Linked DNA regions of Sus scrofa: all the other regions are linked to region 1. The links are chromatin contacts, called in public Hi-C and promoter capture Hi-C maps. All regions are on one chromosome and are shown on one strand. Each heading gives the region's core, a stretch centred on a gene start, on an enhancer-like site or on the middle of the called end of the contact. The rest is flanking DNA. Distances are from core to core; before and after follow the strand shown. Region 1 holds the start of LRIG1 (leucine-rich repeats and immunoglobulin-like domains protein 1). Region 2 has its middle 160 kb from the start of KBTBD8. Region 3 holds the start of SLC25A26 (S-adenosylmethionine mitochondrial carrier protein).

Region 1 (4,484 bases), core at 1,073-3,572:
TTTGCCCCACTCTCACAGGTACAGGGTCTACACATTAAAAAGGAATTAACTTCCCTCTCTCCCCTCCCAGCAGCCAGATTCCCAGACACATGTTCTTAGATCAAGCCACAGGTGTTGGTTCAAACTTGTGTCACCAGTTTTCTCTCTTTTTTGAATGCTGAATGCCATGACAGAGGTTACTACTGTGCCTCTTCTATGTCCTAGGAAAGAGGTTCAATTATTCAACTGAAAAGCAGACTGTTCAAACTAGGCCTCTTCTGCAAGGTACTAACAGTTCTGCAGAGATGCTAATTACTGATAACCGGACAGGATTCTGACTCCTGGACCAGATTTGTTAGAAATTGTAAAAGGCTATATTATTCTCCCTTGTTTACAGAAATTTAACGTATTTTTTTCCTGCTGAAACTCCCGTAAGAAGTGTCCCACTAAGTCTACATAGGCCAAAATCCTGACATCAGAGAAGAGCTAGGTTAATCTCACTCTGTCAACCCAGTCTCTGGCACCCTCTCCAGAAGGAGCACTACTCCAAAACTAATTTGCACCATTTATAGAGAAGAAATGCTAGAGGGTGGACCCCACTCCACTCCACTACATCTCAAGCCCAAATGGTCCCCTAGAGAACAGACAGGAAGGGTCTGGGACACAGTTCCCTCAAATGCCAACCAGGCGGAAAAGGACAAACTTCCAGCAGTTACCGACCCCCAGAACATTCAGAGCCCCCTAACTCGGGGATCCTCCAGGAAAACTGCCTTCTGCCAGGGGCCAGAGCCAAGTCAGGCCACCAAGGTCCTGGGGGATGATGAGGCGGCTACACACGCTCTCACTAATAAATAATGTAAATACAAGACTGGAGCCAAAAGTCACCTCCATTCATTATCCGCTGTAAGGCCAAGCAGCTCACACACCAGAGAGTTGAGTTACGGGAGAGGAAAAAAGAAACACCCCCAGACACACTTCCTCACACTCTCCCCGCCAGATGTTTCCCACTCTCCACCCACACACATTCCCCTTACCTCCACAGTCTTCACTCACATTCTCTTACTTACCACCTCCCAGATCGCCCTCACGAGAGCCATGCTCGCTCACCTCCAGACCCCCACGACACTTCTCTTCCCTCCAGAACCTCAAGACCCACATCCACTCTCCCTAAGACCCCTTGACCCACGCTCGATCAGATCCTTCCCAACGAGGTACACTTTCCTCCTCCACACCTCCAAAACTCCGACTCGCGCAGCACCAGACCCTAGCGAAACGCACACTTTCCCCATCCAGACAAGTTCTCACGCACGCCCTCTCCCCTCTGGACCCCCGAAGGGGAGCTCACGCTAACATTTTCCAGCTCATTCAACTTCACACACAAGCAACTCAACCCGCAACTCCTCTCCCGGGGGAACAACCCCGCCGCCCCGTCCCAAGTGACAGCGCCCGGGGGGCGCGGGGAGGGCGGAAAGGGCGGTACTCACAGGCTCCGCGTCCAGGCGGGCAGGTCTCCTGGCAGCGCTGCCAGCCCCCGCCCGCCGCAGTCCAGCGAGTCCCCAGCGCAAGCGCAGGCGGCAGTGCAGGGCGCCCGCGGGCCGGCCGCAGCCGATGCGGGCTCCAGCCCGAGAAGCAGCAGCAGCAGAAGCAGCCGGAGAAGAGGACAAGGCGAACTGCGCGGGGCCCCGAGCGCTCCCCGGACCGGCCGCGCCATCTTGTCTGGAGCGCGCTGAGAACTCCGGGCGCGGGGGCTGCGAGGTCTGGGGCGACCGCAAGCACTGGCGGGCCTGAGGGGACTCTGCTCGGCACTACGCTCCGCGCCGGGGCATGGCGGCCGGCACAAGTTCACTCCGCAGCGGCGGCGACTCCGGCACTCAGCGGGCCCCCAGTGCCCGGGCCGCTCCGAAACGCCCGGAGGGGACAGAGAACCCCGCGCCCATCCGGGCTGACCCGCCCGTGCTCGTTGTGAACCTCAATGATCCGGGCAAGGGGTTCGGCCGGCACTCCTCGTCCTCCCGCCGCGCTTCTGTCCAGGCTCCGGGGTCCCCGCACACGCCAAGTGCCGCCGCCGCCCCTGCAAGGAAGGCGCTCAGGCTCACAACCGGAGCTCTGCGCCCGTAGGCATCTTCCTTGCGGCTTCGAGCGCCTGGCTGCAGACCCCTGACTGGACGGCACGTCCACCCCCACACTGCTCCAAGGGCCCCGTGCGCCTAGCTGTCCCAGCGCCGAAGGCAAAGGGAGCGCGCGCAGTTCCGGGCTCGGCACGGCACCTCCGCGCAACGAGAACCCTGCAGACCTCGCGGCCGAACAATCAGCCGCTCGCCGTTCGCCTCCCCGCGGCCCAACCCCGGCCGGTCCCAGAGGCCCCGCCCCCGGCCTCTCGCCCTCACACACCCCCTGGGCTCCAAGCCCCACGGCCTCCTGCCGGCCCACGTTGGACGCTTTGCAACAGTGCCCCGCCACGCCCCCCCGCCTGCTGCTTATTGGCTACCGAGGTTCACGGCAGACAGCCTGGACGCCCATTGGAGCGCTAGTCATGATCCCGCCCCTCTCGCTTATCCGGCCACCCCGCCCCACTCTCTTTTCCCACCCAAGGTGTGAAGGGCGGGGGACTGGGAGGAGAAAAGGAGAGACGTCCTCCGGTTCTTAAAGTGGACGTGCTCACTGAGGGTGGAGAAAGGGGATGCGCGCGGAGGGGAGGAGGAGTAAAGATCTGCTCTCTAGGTCTAGGGAAGGAGAGAAAAAATGGTAATGAGAATAACGCCCCCGCTTTGAAAAGGCCTAGCCCCAAAGATTTTTCCCTCCTGCCCAGATTGCTAACAGAACCAGTGATTTAGAACAAGTCTACACCCATTTTCCAGATGCCCTCTAGGAGCAAATATGTAAATAAAAATTCACAAATTTCATACTTATGGGGGCATCTTTAGTTATTTTGTTAGGAATGGCCGCCTTCCTCTCTCACAACCTGGAACTCCTTTCGGCTCCTGACATGTTCTTGATCTCTTAAATCCAGCAGTATGTCCTTGATTACCAAATGAATGTCTACCGCCTGTAGAAAACCGAGTCTCCAAGGTGCTCTTACCCCCTCCTCAATCTCTGCCCTGGTAAGTTGAAGAGTACTCCTGCTAACACTCCAGGCTTTGATAAAGGGATTTCTTTGTTTAAATCCGAGCATTTTAAAGCCACTTTTCAAGAAGCAATACATCGAAACAGAGTAAAAAGAGAAATAATAATTGTCACAAAGCTACCGACTTTGGCTCCTCCAGGTCAGAACATAGTAGCCATGTGTTAGGGTACTGCACTGAAACAGTAAGACAGGCGCGCGCACGAGCACGCACACACACACACTCACAGAGTGAACAAGTTAAAAGATTAGCATAGTAAGAAATGGCTGCTCCTCTCCGCGTTTTGGTTTGCTGATGTCTCTTGTCCCTTCCCAAAAGTCTGTACTGTGAGTTTCTAACAGAACAGGACACACTGTCAGGAAAGCAAAGCAAGTCAAATCTGTTCAAAAACATTTGCTCCAGTAAATGAAATCTTACCTCTCCGTGTTAACGGAAACAGGGGAGAAAATATTTCCCAGAAAGAAAAAAAAATTAAGGGTTTTGTCCCATTTTTGACACATTCTAAGGGGTTGCTTTAATTGAGATGTTAAGCTTTTCCACAGTTAGGCACCGCTCTTCTTAATCAAAATTGGGTTTGGGCTTGGTAATGGTGCGGTTCCTTTCTTTTTATTCCCTCCTTTCTCTCTTTATCCTCCTCCCCCTTCTTCTGATTCCTTATGCTATCAGATACTGATACCTCGTTTTTTCCTTCCTTACTTTCTTTCTTCCTCTCTTTGCATGATCTCAACAGTGAGTACCAAAGCAATGCTCAAATATGTTTGTAAATCAATTCAAATATGATTCCCAAGAAGCATTATCAGAAAAAGGTGGCAGCTGACCCATTCTGCTTATGCCTTTAACTAGCTTTTAGATTTCATTTGTAATCCACATTAAACCTAACACCTTCCACTTGGGCAAGAAGATATATCTCTATTTGTTGCAATGCCTTTCCATAAAACAAAAATAAGCCGAGGGATGGAATTTTAAGGATCCCAATGCGATGTAGTCCTCTAAGTCAAGATTTCTTAAATTTTTTGTTTAATGCAGCATAACCGGGAGCATTTCCTTAAGGGAAACTGTCAGATCTGCCTTGCCCCATCCCCACCTCAAATAAAACAGCATAGGGCAGCAGAAACAAATTGACTTCATTGAACTCCTTGAGATGCTGACCTAAATCATCGACAGGTTTGTTCCATTGCTGGTATTGTAAATATCAGATATTTATGCTTAGGAGTTCCATTGTGGCTCAGCAGTAATAAATCTGACTAGTATCCATGAGGATGAGTGTTCTATACCTGGCCCCACTCAGTAAGTGAAGGATCCAGTGTTGCCTTGAGCTGTGGCATAGGTCACAGCTGCCACTCAGATTCCTCAAATGCTGTGTTGCTGTGGTGTGGCTGTGGT
Region 2 (4,484 bases), core at 1,113-3,612, 300 kb after region 1:
CTCAGATTCAGGAATCAAACTGACTTACAGGTTTTCTGAAGAAAGCGGACAATCCTCCAGAAATGCAGAAGGAACAGAATAACCTCAGTGTCAAGTGCCATACTAAGATCAGGAAAAAGGGCTCTGGACTTTTACGTGATGACTTCACAGCTTTACAACTTCATGGAAAATGCAGCTGCTCCAGGGAAACCTTACATTCAGCATTTGAAGTGCATAGACTCTTTATGAAAAACACCATGACATTAAGAAAAAATTCAACAATATTTCAATTACATGAAGTCTTCTTGGGTAGAGGTTGAGAAATTTAGCACATTATGAAAAACATCCTGCTAGTATTTTAATAACCTACATATTAAAAATTATTACCTCCCCCAAAGGGAAACTTTTTAGCATAAATTTTAAAAGGCCAAGGGTAGGAAAACTTTCCTTAAAACAAACAAATAACCTCATAGTGTCCACTGGAAGTAAACTTAGAGTTTGAGAAACAACTAAACTCAAACATTTATTTCCTTGAATGCTTATAAAAATATTGTAGCTAATATAACAATGATACATATAATGCATAATTTGTAATATATCATAATTTATATAACACATATGCATAATATAAAGTGTGTCATTAAATATAATATATAATATGAACATAACATGAAACAAGAAATAAAATAATAAAACAACATTATTATACTAATAACAGCTAACACTTAGGAAATGTTTTTTATGTGACAAGATCTGTTTTAAGCTGTAAAATAAGTAGGTGCTGTTTTTTTTTTGCATAAAATTAATGTTTATTCCACCTTTGTGTCATATTCCTGGATCCTTCACCAATGTTACATTAGGGAAAAAAAACAAAAGCAAAACAAATGAAAAACTGAAATCAGAATCACTAATGTTATCAAGTAGGGAAACAAATAAATTAAAATCTAGCAGCCATCAGCAAGAGTACAGCACAGACAATGCTGTAAAAAGAAACAAAGAAAATTGCTAGAAAACTGTATGCATCATACTCTTTCAAACCAGCAAAATATGCTCCTGCATACAATGGAACATGAAAAGAATCTATCTCCTAGAAGGTATAGAAATGCAAATTCTTTATTTAAATAAAGAATGAGTCAAATGTGTTTGTAATGGTTAATTCTACTAAGCTAATACAGAGTGGGCCAGGAGTTAGGTGCTCTTGAGTTTACACAAGGAAACTAAGACTTGGAAAAACTGTTAGATTACTGAAGGGCATAGAGATCATAAAGAGAGAAGCTAGAATTTTAACCAAGGTGATGGGCTCCAGTGAATTTCACACTTTTAACTGTCTGTGCAATTCTATGCTGGGCATTTCTTTTTCTTTTTATGGCCTCACCTGTGGCATATGGAAGTTCCTGGGCTAGGGGTTGAATTGGAGCTGCAGCTGCAGGCCTATACCACAGCAACACTGGATCTGAGCTGCAGCTTGCAGCAACATCAGATCTTAACTCACTGAGCAAGGCCAGGGATTGAACCCGCCTCCTTATGGACACGATGGTGGGTTCTTAACCCGCTGAGCCACAATTTGAACTCCTAAACTGGGCATTATTACGTATGCCAGAGATTAGGTTAACTCATCCTGAAACATGTTACAGTCTCCTTGGGAAGCTACACAGAAACACAAACAACTCTAATACCAGGGAGAATGGTTAATGTACCTAACAGAAGTTCTGGTGGCAAGCAACAGAAGCCACTTGATTTAAGCAAAAAAGAAAGTTAGGGTGAGGATGTTAGCAATATCACAGTCAATGAAAAGACTAATAACTAGTATTAGAAAATAGACAGTAACAAATTGAGACTATCTAAAAGCAAGGAACCCATCACAAAACCATACTTTAACCAGATAATAACTATGTTAACAGGTGGAGAGAAGAAAAAAGCTGAAAATGTAAGGAAAGTCTCTCTTCATTTGTTAAATACTCAGTGTCCAGTGTTAACCTCACTGAATACATACTTAAAGTTTCTTAACTGCCTAGTATAATTGAGGATAAAAATGAATTCTAAGGGTCTGTTTGATTTTCACTTGAGGGTCTGTTAGAAGGTTTTATTTGGGATGTCTTATTATCATGGAGGTGTCAGAATCTTTTGGATTTTGGAAAGAAGCAAAGCAAAGCCTAGGTGAAAGGGATCATGTAGTTCTCAAAGAATTTAATTGCCTAATAAATCTCCCTGATTTTAATAAACATCTTAAAAACACCTTCCAGTATTGATAATGATAAGTCATAGAACAAATCTGTGATCTTTGTGAGAAAAGAGTTTTTTCTTTTCAGAGTTATTTTGGCCCTGGGACCAAGCTCATGTAACTTTAGAAGATGACCCCAGGCAGGATGATGACACTGAGTAAACTACTCTCTATCTGACTTTGAGTCTCTGCCACCCTGACCATCATACATATTTTATGGGCCCGCCAACTGTACCTTCCTTCTTTTTCAAAGAGTATAAAATTAAATTCACGTCTCTTTCCCCGAGCATATACAGATGGCTTATCTGCTCTGGGATTTTGATTGTGTATTCAAGTCCCCACTTGCAACCTCACAGAACTTATCTAAAAATAATCACCAAAGTTGGAAATCCAGATTTTCAGATCAGGAAATAGTCTCTGATTTATGAACGGTATAGGTTAGGTGGAACTGACAAAGTCTCATCACTCATCACAGGCTGTTTTCCCAGCTCACTTCTCTCTCCCTCCTTCTCTGTGCACACCTATGTGCACAGGAGCCTGTTTAAGAGGAGGTCACAAAAACATTGCCTCATTCACCTCAGCAGCCAGCACTGGCTTCAGTCCCTCAGACTGGCCAGTGAGTCCAGTGTCCAGCTGTATTGATCGACGTGATGATCTTTTGAACTCAAAGCTGCACTCTGCTTTTGATGAAATTCCATTCCAAGAGAACAACACCTGGATTCACTCCGCTGATGGGACTTGTGCAGACATTTGCCTATCTTCTGAGAATTAGCCTTCAAATTCTGGAATACATTAGGGTTTATGTAGATCCAAATAGAAAATAGAAAATGAGATCTTGTTTATGTGCTACAAATTGAGAAGGCCTTACTACTGATTATCTGTGGGTTCCTAATCAGAATAATTCTTTCCTCCTTTCTTTTCTTGGCTTGACTTCAAGTTCTGTTTCAAAGTTTCCAAGTCAGAAATGTAACCAGTTCAACCTAGAACAACTTGCTGCTCTTGATGGAAAGAGAAAAACATCTCTTTGCTTACCCTGTGGTAGGAGGAGATGAATCGCCCAGGCAAGGAAAATCCTCTGCCTATATTTCTCTGGCTCAAGAAAGAACAAAACTAGAACACAGGTCTTCTGACTTTGCAACCATTGCATATGCTAGAGTGGCAAGTTCAATTGTCTTCTGTAGCCAGGCAAATAATATAAAAAGTGAAGATGGCCATGTTTGTCTTATAATGGCACCTGTGACTGAAATAGTTTCTACTCACCAAATATTCTATTTCTTCCCTTGTATTTCCCAGGTTCCCTTGCAATTAGGTTAGGGTCACGTAACTAGTTCTGACCCATGATCTATGCACAAAAGCTGCTTGTATTTGGATCAAGGTTGTTAAGAGCGGGTGAGCCTCCTCTACTTGCTTCTTCCAAAGCTGTGGTAACTTTGAAGGCCACGATGTAAGAAGGAGATGTCTCCTGGTCTACATTCTACCATATACTAGGTAGAAATCATCATTGTTAGGACAATGGGATTTTCAAGTTTTGCCAGAGTTCCAGTTAACATTACCCAAATGCAACATCCTAAGTTGTATATCTGAACACAGACATAGCTTGTTTATCAAATTACAGACATGTTCCTCACTACCTTGATAGAATATGCTGTCTTCTATTTTTCCTAAAAAATCAATATTTGCAAATTATATATTGGATAAGGGACTAATATCTGAAATTTATAAAGAACTCCTACAACACAATAACAACAACAAAAAGCCAAACAATCTGATTTAAAAATGCTCAGAGGAACTAAACAGACATGTTTTCAAAGAGGATATCCAAAAGGCCAACAGGTACATGGAAAGATGCTCAACCCACCACTAATCACATGAAGTGCAAATTAAAATGACAATGAGATATCACTTCACATCTGCGAAAGGCTATCATCAAGAAGGTAAGAGAGAACAAGTGTTAACAATATTGGAGAAAAGGGAAACTTTGTGCACTGTTTGTGGAAATGTAAACTGGTCCAGCCATTAAAGAAACAGTATGGTGGTTCTCAAAGAATCAAAAACAGAGCTACCATATGATTCAGCAGCTCCACTTCTGAGTATATAGCCAAAGGAAATGAAAACAGGATATTGAAGAGATGTCTGCACCCCCATGCTCACTGAAGCATTATTCACAATAGCCAAGATAAATCTAAGCTATTAGATTAGCTCAGGTAGAAACAATCTAAGTATCCAACAAAGGATAAATGGATAAAAAAGATGTGGTATATGTATGTAATAGAATATTATTCAA
Region 3 (4,484 bases), core at 890-3,389, 280 kb before region 1:
ATATACATTTGCTATCCTTTGCAGATGGGTTAAGATACTTCAATGAATATTTTAGTTGAAAATAATTCTATTACTTTATTTTTCAATTAGATCAGTAATGGTAACTTGAAGCTTGGGTCTAGTTCTGGCTCAAGAATATGTCCTTTATTTCCCCTAATCTGGACCTAATTTGGCTTTTGATGTATTGTTTTTGACCTCATGCTAATTTTTATAAGAATTACTAATATTTCAGAATTTGTTTAAAAGTAAACTTGGCCTAGAGTGGTAGATTTGAGAAAGACAATATAATAATTTCACACATCTAATGCAAACTAGTACTTACCTGATTTTCTATATCTTTTACAATAGAAGATTTGCGAATATTTACTCTGTCTGCATGTGGTGACAATGAGAATGCATTGAAATACGCCATTTAGAAGGCATGTACAAATGATAATGGATCTTTCCATTAGCATTTCATGAAAAGGAGGCCCCAGGTCATGTTTGTAATATTTGTATTTCCTGAAGGGTTTGTAGTGAGAATACCTGATGAAGCTTTTACCTTTGTATAATGGAACATAACATTTATGTCTTGCTCTCTCTTAGATCACGGACTCTGGGGAAACCAGCTGCCGCATCATGAGATCACTCAAGCAACCCTGTGGAGGGGTCTCTGTGATGAAGAACGGAGACCACCTGCCAATAGCTAGTACTAATTTGGCAGCCATGGAAATAAGCCATTTGGGAGGTGGATCTTCCAGACGAAATCACTTCTTTAGATAAAGCCCGAGAGTTGATGCCTTGACTGCAACCTCATCAAAGAGACCCCGAGACTGAACTGAGACAGGTTGGGACTTGGGACACTTTGCTGCAGTGGTTGCACCTGGACAAACCTCTTCTAGAGTAACAAGATAACAAAGAAACTATAAGGGACTAAAAATAACTGTATGCATGAGCAACTTTGGCAAATTATGAACAAGATACAAGAAGACCAAAACCCAATTGCCACTTCTCAGGAGTCAGGAGCAAAAGCAGGGTATGACCCATGAACCCTGCACAAACCACCACCAAACTACCCAAGCCATCTCTCAGGCCTGGCCCCTGGACCTGCCCCTACCCTCACCCCACATAAGGGGCCAGCTCCACCCTGACTTCCCCAGCAAGCAAGGGCACCTGTTACTTGTTTACACTGCCTCATGCTATAGCACAGTGCTAATAAAGCCTACCAAGTTTCTTGCTGGCCTCTTATCAATTTCTTTTGATTAAAAAAATCCATAAATCCTGGTCAATACCAGAACCACTCACGTAAGCCACTTCCAGATTCCTTGGGGTTCAGAATTTAAACCGTAAAAGTATTCTGCTCATCACTTCTAGATCATCTCAACTAGAAGAGAATAGCAACTAGAAGATTCTAGTAGTGGTATGAAGAACAGATTGAAGAAAAGCAGACAAAGAGCGTGCTAAGGCAGTTGCAGGTGTTTTAAAGAAAGATGACAAGGACATTAGGTAAAACTTAAAGATTGGGTCGGCTACTGAACCTCTTTGGAGCATCAGAGCTTCTGTAAAATAAGAATGGTAATGGTGCTTATCTTATAAAGTGGTTGTATTGAAGCATCACATCTGAGATGTAGGTGGCCCTTAATAGAAGGAAACTTAGAAAGTATTTAATAAATGTAAAGGCAGGTCTACTTCGAGAAGTCTTTTATCAAGTATTTAAATAAAGTGATCTTCGAGGTGTGCAACTGGTATCACAGCGAGCAAGATGAACAAGTAAATAACGCAAAGTATATAATTTTAAGTGCAAAACTGCCCTTAGATGATAATTTTTAGCTGTGCAAGGAAACTTTTGAAACATTTTTCTATATTTAATAATTTCCTGATAACGAGTCTGTTTAATGGCAGTTCAAACAAAATTTCTACAGATTAAACGAAGAGGTAAAGCCAAAATAAAAAAATCTACTAGAAACGACTGGCCTTTCACTTGAAACTAGTCCGGCTGCTCCACGGCCCCGCCTCCCACTATGGCCACGCCTCTTTTGGGTTTACACTTTGGCTTCACTATGCTCTCACTGGATGGCTCCGTGCGCCTTGCCCACGCTCATTGGCTCGCGAGAGTTCCTCTATTTAGCCTACTCAGAAGCGTTACGAAATGGAGGCAGAGAAGAGTCGCGAGATTTGGCTCCACCACACTTTCCAGGATCCTCCCTTCCTTCCTGGTTCCCCTTCGGCCCAGCTTCCCCAGTTGCACGTGTAGTTGTTGTGGTTCTGTCTCACGTGGCCACTGAAGGGCCTGCGTTACACGCCCCGCCCCCAACATGGCGGCTCCAGTGCCGCGGGCCGCGACCTGCCTCTGCTCAGCTTTGAATTATAGGCCTGACTGAGTCTTTGAGGCCATGGACCAACCTGGGTTCACAGCCTCGCTGGTGGTGAGTACGGGGCGGTAGGGAGGGGCGCTCAGAGTGCGGGAGTCCTGTGCTGGAGCCCGTGGTGACTGCTCTGCTCTAGCACCTTCTTCCGGTTTTGCGCGCTGAATCGTCCCCGGTCACCGGTTGTGGGAGGAAGCGCGCGGTTCCTGGGCCACACTGGGCCTCGTGTCACAGTTCTATATTTCCTACCCCTATGCCAGAAAGAGACGGGGTGGGGGGAGTGGGGTAGGGGTAGATACATTTCGTTGTATCTTTTTTCAGTTTTGGAAAATGACGGATCCATTCATCCAATACATAATTAATCTACTTATTCTACTTCCAAGCGTTCTTCTAGGCTTTGGGTATACTAATAAGCGCAAATAGCTGTGCTGTGGAGCCAGCAAGTCAGTGGTGTGTAATTCCTTAGAAAACAACGAGATTCAACGTATCTTAACTTCAAAACCCAAAAAGAAATCCTTTAATATTTTGAAACCGTTCTTACAACAGGTCCAGTAGGGCATACTGGACACAGAAGTGAACCAGACAGAAATTGGCTGCTTGTGTTTTCATTCTAGGGGAGTGGGCAGAGGCAGAAGATAACATGCCTTTTCAAAACTTCTGAGAAATGGAGATCTAGAGGAATTTCTTCATTTAATTATGAAGTGTTTTTGCAGGTGTTGGAGATAACATGGTGATCAAAATAGATCTGCACGGGTGGTGGAGGCAGAATAGTGAAATGATTGTTATCATAAATGATTTGAGGGTTAGTTTCAGAGTGTTAGGGAAAGATGTGGAAGGGGTATGTTACCCAGGCTTGTGGAATGATGGTTTTAAATCTAGATTTGCTCGGATTTGTGTAAACTAGGTATTAGAAGTGCATTACTTTGAAGGCATTTTCCTGTTAAGCTGGTAGTACTTGTGACAGTCGCTCTGCTGGGAACTGGGGTAAGCTCTTTACATACGTCATTTCATTTAACTCTGACAAACCATTGAAATCTTATCCAGTTTTCCAGATGAGGGGAGTGAGGAATAGTATATGAGTTAATTTGTCCAAAGTCACACAAGTAAGATCCTTTGGTGTATGTAAGTGTTGGAGCTCAGGCAGTGTAACATGGGATTCCATGCCCTTTACTGCTCACTGAAGCTTGTTGAAACTGTCTGGCAGTTGCTAAAAACAGGCGAATGTCAGTGTTAACAAAAGAACAATGGTTTTAAATTTTATTTAAAGTTTATTTTATTGGAGTTCTTTTTGTGGCAATTCTGTGGTAATGAATCCGACTAGTATCCATAAGGACTAGGGTTCAATCCCTGGCCTGTCTCAGTGGGTTAAGTATCTGGCGTTGCCATGAGCTGCAGTGTAGGTCCCAGAGGAGTCTTGGATCCTGCGTGGCTGTGGCATAGGCTGGCAGCTGCAGCTCTGATTTGAGCCCTAGCCTGGGAACCTCCATATGCCGAACATGTGACCCTAAAAAGCAGGAAAAATAATCATTTTATTAAAGAACGGTAAATAGTTCTTTTGTGGCACAGGGGGTTATTACTGTGGTGGTGCAGGTTCCGTCTCTGGCCCCAGAATTTCCACATCCCATGGGTGCCCCCCCCCCAAAAGAAATGGTACACATGCAGACTTCTTTCTTTCAACGTAGTTACAGAGGGTCAAATTAGGATCAATGGGTAGAGTTTCAAGGAAGTTAGATCACTCCAGCTACAGGCAAATCATTTTATTCATTTAGCATGCAGTTTATTTGTCATATATTCTGCCTCTTGGGAAGTGTGATTGCCCTTGGGGATTTGGTGGCAAACAAACCAAACCTGTATGACAAGTACTAGGGTACTAGTTAGGATAAAGAGAGAATAATCTTGAGAACCTACTTTGGATTGAATGACTGAGGAAGGCCCTGAGGTGCTGACATTTAAGCTAAGACCTAAAAGATGAGGGGCAAGAGATTTTAATGAGCAGAGGGGAAAGTTCAGAGGGAGCAACAGGTGAGAAAATCCTCAGGTGGAAAGAGTTCAGAATGTGAACTTGCTTGAGGCCTAGTGGGGAAAGGTAGTGTGGTGGGGGATGCTGTCAGAGAGGTAGAGAAATCCAGCTGAGGTGAG

Evidence for each region. Promoter capture Hi-C pulls out the DNA fragments that hold promoters and counts their contacts. A called contact is a pair of places that touch in the nucleus more often than the background predicts.
Region 2: a promoter capture Hi-C map of liver shows a contact between it and region 1, with 3 times the contacts expected there. The contact joins the enhancer-like site here to the promoter of LRIG1 in region 1. A contact is called at or near these places in 2 of 5 promoter capture datasets (fetal skeletal muscle and liver), 9 of 47 Hi-C or Micro-C datasets (brain, embryonic fibroblasts, fibroblasts and 4 more) and 1 of 2 datasets of contacts at active chromatin or transcription factors (skeletal muscle).
Region 3: a Hi-C map of skeletal muscle shows a contact between it and region 1, with 4 times the contacts expected there. The contact joins the promoter of SLC25A26 here to the promoter of LRIG1 in region 1. A contact is called at or near these places in 1 of 5 promoter capture datasets (liver) and 2 of 47 Hi-C or Micro-C datasets (heart right ventricle and skeletal muscle).

Annotation. Positions count from the first base shown.
Region 1 is chr13:48,025,074-48,029,557 of Sscrofa11.1, forward strand. LRIG1 (leucine-rich repeats and immunoglobulin-like domains protein 1) reads right to left here and starts at 2,323. Exons shown (of 20, transcript XM_005669717.3): 1 at 1,464-2,323. The coding sequence starts at 1,690.
Region 2 is chr13:48,327,684-48,332,167 of Sscrofa11.1, forward strand. No RefSeq gene overlaps it. Among named protein-coding and RNA genes, the nearest start is that of KBTBD8, 160 kb to the right of the region's middle. Within about 2 kb of position 2,363, at least 3 of the 83 cell types and tissues checked have an H3K27ac peak or open chromatin away from gene starts, as enhancers often do. A contact at or near this core is called in liver and omental adipose tissue, where this site is marked.
Region 3 is chr13:47,741,348-47,745,831 of Sscrofa11.1, forward strand. It overlaps SLC25A26 (S-adenosylmethionine mitochondrial carrier protein), which reads left to right and starts at 2,140. Exons shown (of 10, transcript XM_003358494.5): 1 at 2,140-2,405. The coding sequence starts at 2,373.